5 separate regions of the Mus musculus genome follow, and regions 1, 2, 3 and 4 are each linked to region 5. Evidence: chromatin contacts called from public promoter capture Hi-C data. All regions are on one chromosome and are shown on one strand. The core of a region is the stretch at or near the end of the contact, and the rest is flanking DNA. Distances in the headings are between cores, read along the strand shown.

Region 1 (2,700 bases), core at 67-2,566, 3.5 Mb before region 5:
CAGACCCATGGTTTATAATGTGCTCATGAACTCCTAAAGGCCTTGTGTCCTAAATACCCAACACCATTGCATTGGGGATTAAGTTTCCAATACAGTTTTTTAGGGGACACAGTCAAATCACACACAAATATACTTTATAGTATTGTGTGGATTAAAGAGGGGCCATATTTGCAAAATGTCACTGTCTGTAATTCTAGATCTTTTCAAATGGTAGCTGTTATTAATGGAAGCACACCTGTTCTTGGACAGTCGTGTGTGAGCCTGCCCTGTACCTCTCTGGGAAATTTAGAACAAAGCCAGGAGGGGTCTGGGACCCAAAGCAGTACCCAGTACACTTTGCTATTTATTGATAATGGGTTAGGGATGAGTCTTGACCTGATGATAAGTATTTCCTTTCATAATCGAATTTAGATTTTCTCAGCTCAACCTTTTATTGTCTTTTTTTTTTTTTTTTTCTTGAGACAGGGTTTCTCTGTGTAGCCCTGGCTGTTCTGGAACTCACTCTGTAGACCAGGCTAGCCTAGAACTCAGAAATCCTCCTGCCTCTGCCTCCCAAGTGCTGGGATTAAAGGCGTGCGGCACCACTGCCCGGCTCTTTTATTGTCTTTATCAACAACCTGTTAACAATAGTGATAAGCACACCACAAGTGACACACCTTCACAGAGGGACAGAAATGTATTTAATCCTTCAATGTCCATTTGTGATGGAGACCATCACCTCCACACCCAGGTAGATAGTAGACAAGCACCCTACCTATAGGGTCGACCCAAGAGTGGGACAGGTTGTGGAACTAGGCCAGTGCAGGGAGTGCACTAGGCAAGTTGCTAAATGTATCCCCTCTTTTACAGGGTCCACGATAGAGTTACCTCTAGGAGAGAAACTTGCAGAGGCAGAGAATGAATCTGGCGTCGTCCTGTTTCTCTCCTGCTTGTAAAACACGTGGTGAGGAGCTGAATGGGGTGATGACCCCATTCCACTTCGAAAGTCTGTAGAACTTCCGATTCGAAAAACCGAGTTCCACTCTCAGCCTCGGTCAATTAAGTCTTTACAAAGAGGGGCGGGGCCTCCGGGAAACTGACCTGGGGGGCGGGGGAGGCGACAGACCCTTCCGAGCTGCTGATTGGCTGATACGAATGTCTGTCTTCTTTTGTCTCCGCCCTACCTCCAAGCCCCTTAGCCACTGGAGGCGGTCGCTCGACGCCGGACCTGGTGCCTAACAGGCAGGGGGCGTGCTCCGGGGGGGGCGTGCCGGAGCGCGCCCCGCCCCCGCCCCCGCCCCCGCCCCCCAGCCCCGCCCCCCGCCCCGCCCCCGCCCGGGCGCCGCTGCCTCCTCCGCGCCGCGTCCTCTGCCCGTCTCAGTCCTCGCGGCACGCCGTTGCCTCTCTCTCCCGGAGAACGTCCCGCGCTCGCAGCGGTCGCCGCACTCCGGGGCCAGCTCTCGGCGGCCAGCGCTCCGCACAGGGTCTCCCTCCGCGTGCCCGTCTCTGCTGCGGTCGCGGCCTCTCAGAGCTCCGGGGCGGGCCATGGAGGCAGACGGGGCCGGCGAGCAGATGAGACCGCTACTCACGCGGGTAAGGAGCGGGGAGGCCGAGGCCCGCAGACAAAGGCGGCGTCGCGGCGGGGCTGCCGGCGGCCTATGCTGGCGGCCGCGCGCCGCCGTCGCCTTTGTGTGGCGGGGGTCGCAGGGGACGGCCGGCTTCGAGCCCTCGGGGACGCCTCTCCCGAGGACGCGTGTCCGCCGCCGCAGTGCCCGGCTCTCAGACGCGCGGCTCCGGGAGCCGTGTTCTCCCGCCGCGTGGACGCTGCCGTCCTTCAGCCCAGGCTGCTGTTCCTGCCGCCGCCGCCGCCTTCAGCCTGTGGCCGGAGTCGGGACCGGCCGTCGGGGCCGGCGCTCTGTGGCGTGTTGGGTCGCAGGCCCAGGAGAAGCACCGTGAGTGCAGTGTCCTCCTCCGGGCTCCATAGAAAGAGAATGGACCGAGAGAGACCCCAGTGCTCTGCGCCGCGCGTCCCCAGTCCAGCCGATCCCGCTTTCCCAGTGCAAGCAGCCTGAGTAAGGGCGGACTTGGGACGCGCAGAAACTGGGCTCTCATTTAAACGGGGGAGGGGGCGGGGGGCACACAAGTGGCCCGTTCTCTAGAAACAGGAACGTGTATGTGCCCTACAGAAGAAACTGCTTTCTCCTTTCAGAGTCTCTGACTCAAAGGATGTGGTGGTACTAATTTTCCTACTTCCAATTTTTACTCTGACCAGTGAAATGGGAGGGAAGGTTGCAGGGATGAATTTTCCAGTCTTTTCAAAACAAGGAAAAGGACATTTTGCCGGTTTTTTTTTTTTTTTTTTTTTTTTTTTGGTAGAATTTTCCTTAAGGCTCCCTCCTCTCGTTACTTTAAAAGTTATTGTGGAGGCCGTGGGCGGTGATCATTCATTACTTCACAGTATTCAAATATAAACTCTTTAAATATAAAGGAAAACTTCGGTCTTAAGACTGTGAAGTTCTGTAGTGGTTATGGGTTTGATGGGTCACAGTGATGAAGTACTGGAAACTCCTTAGGATTCTTTTTATGGCCTTTGAATGAACCTTCAGGACCTTCTCCAAGACTATCTGTCAAATACACTGTTGCTTGTTCTTAACCTTATTTGCACATTTTCAGCTGAACAGTAAACAGTATCAGTTTTCATAAACCTGGGTAAAAATGTTG
Region 2 (2,700 bases), core at 197-2,696, 4.3 Mb before region 5:
GTGTGCACCACCACTGCCTGGCAAGACCTTGTCTCAAAACCAAACCAAATAACAACAAAAACCCTTTCACTGGCTTTTCCTGATCTTGGAAATTTCATGGTGTAAAGTTTTCTAAGTTCTATATGCCATCTTGAATTTCTTTCATCATTTTGGCAAGTGGTTGGTCACTTGTAATTCCAGTTTTAAAACACCTATTTACCCTTCAAAGGAAGGGGGAAAGCAAATTTGTCAAGTTTTCTAATCACCAGTAGAAAGACCACCTCAGTTCAATTCCCAGGACCCATCTGGTGGAAGTGAAGAAGTGACTTCAGCAAGTGTCCTCTGACTGCCACTCTAGTAGGGTGGCCTGCCTGGGGGAGGGAGGGAGGCAGAGACAGCTCAAAGAGAGGCAGGCAGGCGCGCGCGCGCGCACACACACACACACACACACACACACAGCCACCCTACCAATTTTTAATGTTTACAGCCACTGCAGACGTATAAGAGGAAACACCTTTACCTGCTGCTTCTGGGTATCAAACGTGTTCAGTAAAGTATTGCCTAGAAGTAAGCTAAGTACTTCCTGAATAAATTAAACTCGAATTAAAAAAAAACAAAACCAAGGTTAAAATCCCCCCTACCAAGTTCCGAGGCCTTTATTTATACCCACATCGGTATTTCCTCGGCCCGTCCTCAAATTTGGGCCGATCGTTGTTCATTTCTGGAAGTCCCCTGTTTCTCCACTGGGATCCATAGCTATTGATCAGCCCATCAAACAACATCAAGCCACCGGAACCTTTCTACCAAAGCGGGTACCTTCTCAGTTCCTGCTCCAGTTGCCTATCGTGTCAGTCCATCCTTCTCCCAAACGCGCTCTTATTTCTGCTCTCAGCCCACAGACATCTACTGTCCACCATCCATCACTCCTAATCCACTCAGGCCAACAACTCACCCGCTCCAACATGCCTTCCTTTTGTTGCCGCGGTCCAAGCCGCCGGCCTCTTCCCATGCTGGCGCCTTACCTTGTAAGTCGCCCAGATACACTTCCCGACCGGCCCTCCAGACACCCCTGTTCCTCTTAGCCGCCGTCCCCAGCTCGGGGTCCTCACTCCACCGCCCTCCGAGCTCCTGCGCTCCCTGGGGCCCGCCGCGCTGCCCGTGGGCCCGACCCAGCCCGGCCCGGGAAGCCCCCCAGGCGGCCCCCTCGGGGCACTGCATCGCCCGGGCCGAGCGAGCCGCCCTGCGCCTCTCCCCGCCGCGCACCGCCCCGGGAGCCCCCCACCCCAGACGGCCCGGATCCCGGCGCTGCCCCGCGTCCCCGCACCCGCCGAGGCCTCACCGTCAGTCACGGCTCCCATGGCGTGCGCGGCGGCGGCGGCGGCCGAGCTGAGGCGGCGGTTGGCGGCGAAGGTCAAACTCCCACAATGCAGCCGGGTAAACAGTCATGGAGGAGGAGGCGGCGGCGCCCGCCGCCCTCTCCGACTTTTGAGTCGCGCCGGCGCGCGCGCCGCGCCGCCGCGGACCCGCGCTCGCCGCTCTCCTGGGGCGCGGAGCGGCCGGCGGGTGAAGGGCGAGACGGGCGGCGGGAGGGCGGGCGGCGGCGGCTGGGCCCGGGGACACCGCCGTCCCGCCCTGCCCGCGCCCACAGGCCGCCCTGGAGGCCGCGGCCAGCCGCCAGGTGAGCTTCGGGCTGCGCGCGCTCGCGGGGCTCCGCGCCTGACGCTCCAGGTGACCTCTGTCCCGGGCTGCCCCGACCGTGCGCTCCGGTGGGACGGGGGCGCGGCCACTGCCGCCGTGGGTCTCGAACCCGTATTCTTGAGGCGGGCGCGGCAAGCCATCCTCCCTTCCTGAGCTCTGGCGGGTGCTGGCGAAGCGGGGGAAAGAAACTTGGTCACCTGTCTGGGGAGCGTCACTCAGGACCCAGGGCTCAGGTCCCTCCGGTTCTCACCTCTCATCCAGTTCTCCCTCGCTGCTGGAATCCAGATGGGGTGCCTTCATTTTCATACTAACTTTGCTTTTCAAAAACTGCTTCTTAAAGGGAAGTTGAAAGTAGGTGTTGGGGGTGGGGGTGCTGCTCATTGCAAACACATTACTTGGGGGTGCGGAGTACACATTTCTAGAACACACTGCAGGTTATAGTGTCATCTCTTCTGAAAAATGAAATAAACCACCCCCCTCCCGGGGGGGGGGGGGGAGTCGGGCAGTGAATGCGCTCGCCTTTAGTCCCAGCACTTGGAAGGCAGAGGCAGGCAGTCGAGGCCAGTCTGGTCTACAAAGTGAGTTCCAGGACAGCCAGGGCTACACAGAGAAACCCTGTCTCGAAAAACAAAAAACAAAACAAAACAAAACAAAAAAACAAAACAAAACAAAACAAAACAAAAAATCATTTTGATTCAACATTGAGGAATGTTCTCCTAGTGGAACCATGTTCCTGTTGAGAGTTGATTTGACCTCCAACAGGGTAGAGTTTGACTTTATAACCCAGGTTTTTGTTTATCAGTTTTCATGATCCCAATCCCTTGAACCTTCAGATCCTGCATAAGGCAATGGTGTGGGGTCATTTTTTGGTTGTTGAGATTTCTTAAGTGGGATCCATGCATCGGCCCTGTGTTCCCTCAGTTCTTTCTAGCGGAAGACTTGGGATCATTCAAGGGAGGTGGTTTTTAACCTCTAGGCAGAACTATGTATGGGTCAAATACAGTATCTACTTTTGTCACAAAG
Region 3 (2,700 bases), core at 180-2,679, 4.1 Mb before region 5:
ACCTGGGAGCTGGTATTGTGAACCTCTTGATGTGGGTGGTGGGAACTGCACTTAGGTCTCCTCCAGGATGATCTGCAGTATACAGTCTTAAACCACCAAGCCTCTTCTCTCTAGCCTCATGTGTACTTGTTTTTAATGACACAGTAAGGAAGACTAACGCACACCTTGCTCTGTTAAGAGCAGGGAATTGGGTGCTGCAACATTGTCATGTATCTACTGTTCCTGTACTGACTCTTCAGTACAGGTAAATATGATTATCCTTCCAGTTAAAACAGAAAGATTCTCTTATCCAGTGAGATATTACTCATTTGCACTGATGTACAACATTGGTCTGTACCTCCAGAAAATAGGGAGCACCTCTCATCTGCAGAGCGGGCAGGGCATCTCACTGACCCTGTCACCTACCCAGAGCGGGCAGGGCATCTCACTGACCCTGTCACCTACCCAGAGCGGGCAGGGCATCTCACTGACCTTGTCACCTATCTGACAGAGGTACTCTGCTTTTGCCATCATTGCATCTCGAATTTCACTTTCTCCCAGATTCTTCTCTGCATCCTCCAGCTCCTCATCCAAACGTTTCAACTCTTCTTCGTTTGCTTTCTTCATTTTACTCAGGAGATCCACGTCCATCTGCCAGTCGAGGGATTTACACAAGGCTTCATAATAAGGAGCCATATCTAAAAGCCACAAATCACGCATTATGAGGTATCCTGTTAGCTTCTGCTCGCTTTTCCCACCCCACCGAAGGTCAGCTAGCAGACGCCTCCCAACTATGGGCCTGGGTAGCACGGCTAAGGTTTGAAGCTGGGAGCCTGCTTGAGAGCCGATCTTAGCAGGTCTGATCGCGACTAAGGCCAAGGGGAAGGGAATCGAATCCTCAGTTTGCTCTGGTCGGCTCCTGTTCCAAAGGAGTCCTCATGTCAGGGAAAGGACACCGATTCGACTCGACTACTAGGGACAGAACCCTGACTGTCCCTTGGCCGGCAGCTAAACACCGACAGGCATCACTAAAGCCGCGGCGCCTTTGCCGGGAGTCCAGCCGCGACAAGCACCCGAGGCTTCCCTGGACGTCTCGCGGCGGGGAAGAACCCACTAAGGCAAGCAAGCCCCTCTCGGGTCCAGGAGGCCTCCCTAGGGGTCTCCATGAAGCCTCGACCGGAGACGCCCGCCAGGCACCCCGACCGCCCCGCCTAGGCCGCTGACTCGGCGCTCGCTGGCCTCACTGTTTTCCCGGACGGCCGCCATCAACTCCTCGCGCACCGCCGCGTCCCCGCGGTGCTCCGGCAGGCTAAGCAGAAACCGCAGCTGCGCGATGCGCAGGTCGGGGTTCTTGGGCAGTCCCTCTTCTTCTAGGTTTTCTAGCGGCATGGCTACAGCACAGGAGCCGGCTGACAGAACCAAGCACAGCCCTGGGCCACCAGCGGAAGCAGGAGGAGTCGTCACAGGTTCCCCAGAGCCGCCAGTCTGACTTCCGGTCGCGTCTCTGGCTCCGCCGCCCGCAGCGTCCCCTGCTGGACATCGGCGGGAGCACCTGGCGCTGTCCCCTTTTTCTTTAGGTCAGAGTTGGGCCCAACTTTCATTTCTTGAGTATCTTTTTTTCTTCCTTTTTATATAATATTTGCAACGGATAGGATCTGGAAATCCGCCAACAGTTTTAAAATATAACACAGATGAGAAAAACAATAAAAACAGTTTTCCAGGGACATCTTTGTTTCAATACTCTTGAACTAGGGAGAGATTCTTTTGGTCCAGATTGTAGACAAACAAACTGGAACATAGCGAGATTTGAAAAGTGGCCAGCTAAGGTTACACACCAGCTACATGACAAGGCCTGTGTAGAACCTATCTTCCTTACATTTAAAATCCACATTCTTCCCTATTCTAAGAAAAGAGTACCCCGTGTTTCCAATTATTAATTCAGTGATTTACATTATTTTTGTGTGCACATGTTGGAGGAGTCTTCAGAATGGGTAATGGTCTATAAATCCTACTGTGTGACACAATGAGAAATGTCCCACTGAGTTTCAATATTTGACCACATGGTCCCCATTGGTGGTGCTGTTTGGACACCTTAAGGAACCATAAAAAGGTGTAAACCCTGCTTTAGGCAGTCGCTCACTGGGGTAGGTTTGAGAATTTCTGACCTCACCCCATTTCCAATTCTTTCTATGTTCTCTCTGTGTGGTTGAAGATGTGATCTCCCAGGTTCTTGTTCCAGCCTGTTTCTATGCCCCTGCCACTACTAAGGACTCTCAGAAAGTGCAAACCAAATTAGACTCATGAGCTGCTTTGGTCATGGCGTTTTATCACAGCAAGAAAAAGTAACTAGTAAACCCACTGCACGGACTTTCTGTCCTTTGCTTTTGTTAGGCCCTGCAATTGTGATGACTGTAATCTGCTACCCCGAGAGAATCTCAACACAGAGACTTATCTTACCACAGAGACTTAAAGCCAGGATTTGCATCTCAGTTGTTGAATTCCTACTAGAAGTTTACCTTTGAACACAAGCTCAACTTCTACTGCAGTGGATCTTTTATGCTGGCCCAAAATTCTTCTGGGTTCTGAAATATGATGTCCCATGAAGGATGTGTGGATCCAGGTATCACACTCTATGTGATGGTTACCATATGTCTGACTTTTGGAACAGTACAACACAAGGATGTGCTAGAATTGGTGCTATTTTATGTTATCAGAATGTTA
Region 4 (2,700 bases), core at 78-2,577, 4.2 Mb before region 5:
TATTTATTTATTTTTATTTATTTATTTATTTATTTATTTATTTAATTTTTTGGGTTTTTCGAGACAGGGTTTCTCTGTATAGCCCTGGATGTCCTGGAACTCACTCTGTAGACCAGGCTGGCCTTGAACTCAGAAATCCGCCTGCCTCTGCCTCCCAAGTGCTGGGATTAAAGATGTGTGCCACCATGCCAGGCTCAGTTTTTAAATTAAGGAAAATATATTCCAAACTTCAGTTAGTTGAATCTGTATGTAGGTGTATAGCCTGAGTGTTCAAAAAGCAACTGTCCTTTGATAAACACTCAGCAGATTCCTTTTTGGATTTCTTGGTGTGCAATCCAGTGGGGGGGGGGGACCCTATAGACACATTTCTAAATGTGTCTCACAGAAATTGTGTTTCTGCTTTATTTATTTAAGACAAGCTCTTACTGTGTTTCTCAGTCTCACCTGTATTACGATGCTGCACACTTGCTTCAGCCTCCCAAACACTGGGGACTCTGGGTGCATACCACACCCAGCTCAAGCTTTTAAACTTGCACCTATGTCAAACCCCTTCTCCAAGTCCTGGCTTTAATATATTATGGAAACATTTTCATATGCACTTTTGCGTTCATTTTAACATTTGAAAGGTTTTTTGTACTTCAACAGAGATGTTGGTCACATCTGTCTTACTAAATATTTGCCCCCCCCCCCAAAGCCAACAGATAATAGCAGCAAGTCGAGAAAGCTCACCTCTTCATACAGTCCCAGAAGGCACCTGTAAGCCTGAGGCTCTGAGCAGGCTAAAAAGATGCTGCTTTACTGAAATGAGATAACAGCTTAATAGGAACTAAAGGCACCCTGTGGTGGTCCACTCCTGTGCTTTACTTGTTTGATGGTCGGGGAGGGGGTGACTGTATGTGCTAGTGCTTATTAATTTGTGATCCAAATCTGACGAACGTCTGGTATATTCCTTAAGCCATGGGGGTCTCATCGGATTCTAGGAAAGACAGCCATAAATAGTGAGAGACTAACAACCCAACTTTAAAGTGATACACTGATTTTGTAGCTTCCTTCTTGCTGGAGAAGAAATTCAAGTTCGCAGGACACAGTGTGACCTTCAGTTGTGGGCACTCAAGTGCACGTTCCTGGCTGGCCAAGCAGCAGGGGCTCGATGCGGACGCCTGGGCTAACACCTGGGCGGCATTTTCACACCTGCCACTGGCAGCTTTGGTTTCTGGGCGTCCGCACAGTGGCTGCTTCCCATTCATGCTCCAGCTACTGTGCAGCCTCCCGCGAGCCCAGAGCGAATTGCTGGTGCCCGGGGCTCCGGAGGGAGGGCCTGGGCGACGCTTTCGTTACTGCGCCGGGGCCGACCGGCAGGCTCTTCCATAGGTGGCTGCGTTTCCGACTTCGCCCTGGCTCCACTCCGGGGGCTTGACGTGCAAACTTCGCCGGAGCGAGCAGAGAGGGAGGGACCGGCGAGGGGGAGGAGGCGACAGGAGGCGCCTCCGCTTAAGGGAGCCGGCCGGGCGCCGCCGCTCGGACGGACGCGCGGACGGAAGGAAGGAGCGGGGCTGCCGGCTGGGCCGGGATGCGAGCGCCCGCAGGGTGGGCAGCCGCGGGCCGGGGCGCAGGCAGGCCTGAGGTCGCGGCAGTTCGGCTCCGGGCGCTGGCCTCCCGAGCCGGGCCCGGCAGGGCGGCCAGCGCCGCAGTGGCAGCCGCAGCCGGCGCCCTACGAGGGCCGCGGGAGGCGAAAGCGAAAGCCGGTGGCGCCGCGGACTTTGCGCCCGGGCGGGGAGGCGGGCGGCGGCAGGGGCCGGGGGCTGACAGCACCGCGGGCCTGCGGGCCGCGCACGCCGCCGGAACTCCGCGGAGCCTCCTTAAAAGCGGCCCCCGCGCCACTCTTTTCCCCCTTTTTGTTACATTGTAGGAGCGGAAAGAATGTCGGAGCGGGCCGCGGATGACGTCAGGGGGGAGCCGCGCCGCGCGGCGGGCGGAGCAGCGGCCGCCCGGCAGCAGCAGCAGCAGCCACAGCCTCTGCAGCCCCAGCGGCAGCACCCGCCGCTGCGGCGCCCACGGGCGGAGGACGGCGGCACCGGGGACACCACCACCTCGGCCGCCGCCATGGCGACGGTTGGGGAGCGCAGGCCCTTGCCCAGTCCCGAAGCGATGCTGGGACAGTCGTGGAATCTGTGGGTGGAAGCTTCCAAACTTCCTGGGAAGGATGGTGAGTGTCCACGCCTCCTGGTTCCCCCCGCCCCCCCGCCCCCCTCCTCTGGCCCCGATCCCCTCCCCCGCGCCGTGTCCTGTGGCCGCCCCCACGGGGGTCAGAGATGCTATCTTCTGCTGGGTGCCCACACCTACCCGGAGCGTGCGTGAGCGTGCGTCACACTCCTAGCCACTGACCTGCCTCTCCCCTCCTCCTGTGTGTGTATATCTCCTAGGGACCGAATTGGATGAAAGTTTCAAGGAGTTTGGGAAAAACCGCGAAGTCATGGGGCTCTGCCGGGAAGGTGAGTCCAGCCCCCCTGGTGGAGTTTGTACCCAACCTTGGGGAAGTTTTCTTGTTGCTTCAGCCCACCTTCCCTGCTTGCCACATTGAGGTCTCTGCTGAAGAGGATGGAAGAGGGTGGGTAGAACATTTAGGAAGAAATCTCATTTCTAGGGGCTCTCTGTAATGGGCAGCAACCTGGATCCCTTCTGGAAAGGGCAATTCAAAGT
Region 5 (2,700 bases), core at 68-2,567:
TCATAAAACATATGTTAGAACTGCGATGGTTTTTAAAAGTGCAAAGAACTCAAAATATTCAAAATGAAAACTTCATTTGCTTCAGGTATAAGGGTCATCACTGCGGTCGACTAAAGCGAAGCGAGGAAGGTTAGGTATTATATGACCATGTCTTTTGGGGGTTCAAAGTCAGTCCTGAAAACAAAAGGGGTTATTTTGTTCTTTGGGCATTTTGAGTGAGGATCTCACACAGTAGCCCATGCTTGCTACTTTCTGCCGCCATCTGCCTCAAACTCTTGGGCGCGAAGCTAAAACGTTTTTAACGTAAATAAAAGTTTTACGTAAGGTTCTGAAATCCTAGATCACCAGTCCTCAGATCAGAGCGAGCTGCGAGCAGAAAAGCCCCTCCCCTCCCCTCCATGCTTAAAAGGACTTCTAGGCTAAGTCCCCCTGGAAGCGAATTGCTCTGTACACGCTGTCCATCCGGAAGGTGCTGCGCGACTCCCGCAAGACTCTGAGCGAGAACGACCTACGCACTCCCTGTCTAGCAAGGTCAGCCCTGCCGGGGTCACCCGGGGACGCGCAGGCTGCCGCGCGCACTGCGGCGGGACCAGCGCCGAACTTGCGGCGGATGCGCATGCGCAGCGGGCCCCGCAGTGGGCAACAGCGGGAGACCCGGGACCGAGGCCACGTCACGGCGGAGGCCCCGGGGGCGGGGCCTCGCGCAGACTATGGGCTCCCCCCGCGGCACCGCCCCCACGTGTTCCTCCGGCCCCGGGTAATGTGGGTCGCCCCGCGGCCTCACGTGTCTCCGCCCGCCACCACCCAGCTCGCATTATGTAATGCTGCGTCACTCGCCCGCGCAGCCAACCAGCGCCCGCGCCGCCGAACGTAAACACACCGTGCACGTGGCCAGTGCGGCAGGGCCATGTGAGGGGGGCGTCCGGCGCGCGGGGAGCCCGAGTGCGGGATCCCAGCAACCCCACGCGAGATGGACGCACAGACACGCATCCCTGACCCCCGAGCCTCCCTCCTACATTTACCTGCGTTCAGCTCCATGGCGCTGGACAGGGTGCGGCCCTCACCGCGCCGCCCGGGACTGCAGGCGGTGGCGCTCGCGGGCCCACATCATGAGCACCGGGTGCGGGCGGCTCCTGGGGGCCGCACGGCACAAGCGCGGCACAGCAGTTTCCTGTGGCAGGGCTCGGCAGCGGGCACGGCAGCTGACCTGGAGGGCTCCTCGACCATGTGATCCGCGCACACCCCCCTCCTCCGCCGCCGCCGGCGGTGCGGTGACTCCGCCCGCTCCTCCTCCTCAGGCCGCCCGCTCCTCCTCTCCTCGACTCTCCCGCTCCTACCCTTGGCTCCGCCCACTTCCTCTATACAGGCTCCGCCCCCAACGAGCGGTCCTGACCTCTTCTTCCAATCCGTGGACCCACCAGCCCCTCCCCAGACACGCCCTCTCCTTTTCCCTCCATTCCTTACACTCTGGCTCTGGACTTTCCCTTCTCCCGGCTCCGCCCCCTCTGTTTGGATACGTCTCTCCCTGGACTTGGCCCGTCGGCCCCGTCCCCTCCCGTTGCTCCTGTTCAAGCCTCGCCCCTCTGCCATGCCGGGCCCGGCCTTCCTCCCAGCACCGACCCCGCCCACTTCACCTCACCCCCCTCCCTCCTTCCCAGCCTGTCTCGCAGCCGCTTATCCCTTGCCTGCAGATCTCCCGCTGCTAGAGGTTGTTTGCTCCCTCCTCCCTAGCACAAGCCAATCTGGTCACCTCCATGGTCCCACATGGTTACTGCCGCCAAGCTTTCCAGGACTCTGAGCTTGACTGGCGTCTCCTGCCCAACGCTCTCAACATCTAGCTTCCGGAGTCAACCCTTCATTTTCCTATCACCTTAGGTGTTTTATCCAGGCTCATCACCTAAATAAACCTGTGTTGTGGTGATCCTCACATTCACATTTCCAGCGAAAATCTCAGCTCTGGATTCCCATATCCATCAGCGGGTTAGGAATGTCCCTTGACCTCTCTCTCATTTAGGATGTGTACATGCATTTTTAGAACTCAGCAAAAGTATACTACAGACTGGTGCATTTCACCTTGCATGTAAATTTTCTAGCAAACTGAAAATGGAAACAAATTAGATACGTGCTTGAGGTGAATCCAGGAAGATGTGCTTTAAGGTATATATTTTAAATGAGCTAACAGATATTGGCACCGATAGGACAGTTTATATGAAATTTTAGGCTTTGGGTATGACCGTTGCAAAATGCATCCCAGTTTGCCCAGGAATATTTAGGTATAGAATGTTGGAGCATGTCGTAAGATAGACAAGTTTACATGTGAACATTTCCCCACTTTCCACCAATAGCAATCTTTTCTGTTAGCTAATCAGCCTGAAATCAGCAATTTAAACGTTTCTAACAGGCGAGAAATCGCTGCTTTTTATACTCTATTTCATCCTTAGCAAGTTGAGCTAGACTACCCTCACAATACCTCTGCTGTTCTCCCCCCAAACACATCTGGGGTGGGAGCCATGGCTGTGAGTCTAGATCCGGTCTAGCCTGGGCTGCTGCAACAACTCTGGAGTCGGCTCCAACAGTCTTTTCTCCCCAGCAGTTATTTTTAAAACAGTAAATAGACCCTATGACTCTGCCTCAACACTGAAAAACTCCACGGTCTTCCCCTAATCTGCTCAGCTGAGTAAGAACTCTGCCCGGGTCTCA

Evidence for each region. Promoter capture Hi-C pulls out the DNA fragments that hold promoters and counts their contacts.
Region 1: a promoter capture Hi-C map of pre-B cells shows a contact between it and region 5. The contact joins the promoter of Slc4a7 here to the promoter of Nr1d2 in region 5. A contact is called at or near these places in 2 of 39 promoter capture datasets (cranial neural crest and pre-B cells) and 1 of 484 Hi-C or Micro-C datasets (rod photoreceptor).
Region 2: a promoter capture Hi-C map of pre-B cells shows a contact between it and region 5. The contact joins the promoter of Thoc7 here to the promoter of Nr1d2 in region 5. A contact is called at or near these places in 2 of 39 promoter capture datasets (cranial neural crest and pre-B cells).
Region 3: a contact with region 5 is called in a promoter capture Hi-C map of pre-B cells, with 3 times the contacts expected there. The contact joins the promoter of Psmd6 here to the promoter of Nr1d2 in region 5. A contact is called at or near these places in 2 of 39 promoter capture datasets (liver and pre-B cells) and 1 of 484 Hi-C or Micro-C datasets (CD4 T cells).
Region 4: a promoter capture Hi-C map of pre-B cells shows a contact between it and region 5. The contact joins the promoter of Atxn7 here to the promoter of Nr1d2 in region 5. A contact is called at or near these places in 2 of 39 promoter capture datasets (the HPC-7 cell line and pre-B cells).

Annotation. Positions count from the first base shown.
Region 1 is chr14:14,701,709-14,704,408 of GRCm38.p6, forward strand. Slc4a7 (solute carrier family 4, sodium bicarbonate cotransporter, member 7) reads left to right here and starts at 1,317. Exons shown (of 26, transcript NM_001360504.1): 1 at 1,317-1,572. The coding sequence starts at 1,525.
Region 2 is chr14:13,959,867-13,962,566 of GRCm38.p6, forward strand. Thoc7 (THO complex 7) reads right to left here and starts at 1,447. Exons shown (of 8, transcript NM_025435.3): 1 at 1,319-1,447. The coding sequence starts at 1,337. It also overlaps a transcript of Atxn7 not described here.
Region 3 is chr14:14,119,516-14,122,215 of GRCm38.p6, forward strand. It overlaps Psmd6 (proteasome (prosome, macropain) 26S subunit, non-ATPase, 6), which reads right to left and starts at 1,430. Exons shown (of 8, transcript NM_025550.3): 1 at 1,224-1,430; 2 at 472-677. The coding sequence starts at 1,368.
Region 4 is chr14:14,011,164-14,013,863 of GRCm38.p6, forward strand. It overlaps Atxn7 (ataxin 7), which reads left to right and starts at 1,328. Exons shown (of 12, transcript NM_139227.4): 1 at 1,328-1,587; 2 at 1,910-2,206; 3 at 2,424-2,492. The coding sequence starts at 1,921.
Region 5 is chr14:18,237,789-18,240,488 of GRCm38.p6, forward strand. Nr1d2 (nuclear receptor subfamily 1, group D, member 2) reads right to left here and starts at 1,318. Exons shown (of 8, transcript NM_011584.4): 1 at 1,023-1,318. The coding sequence starts at 1,038.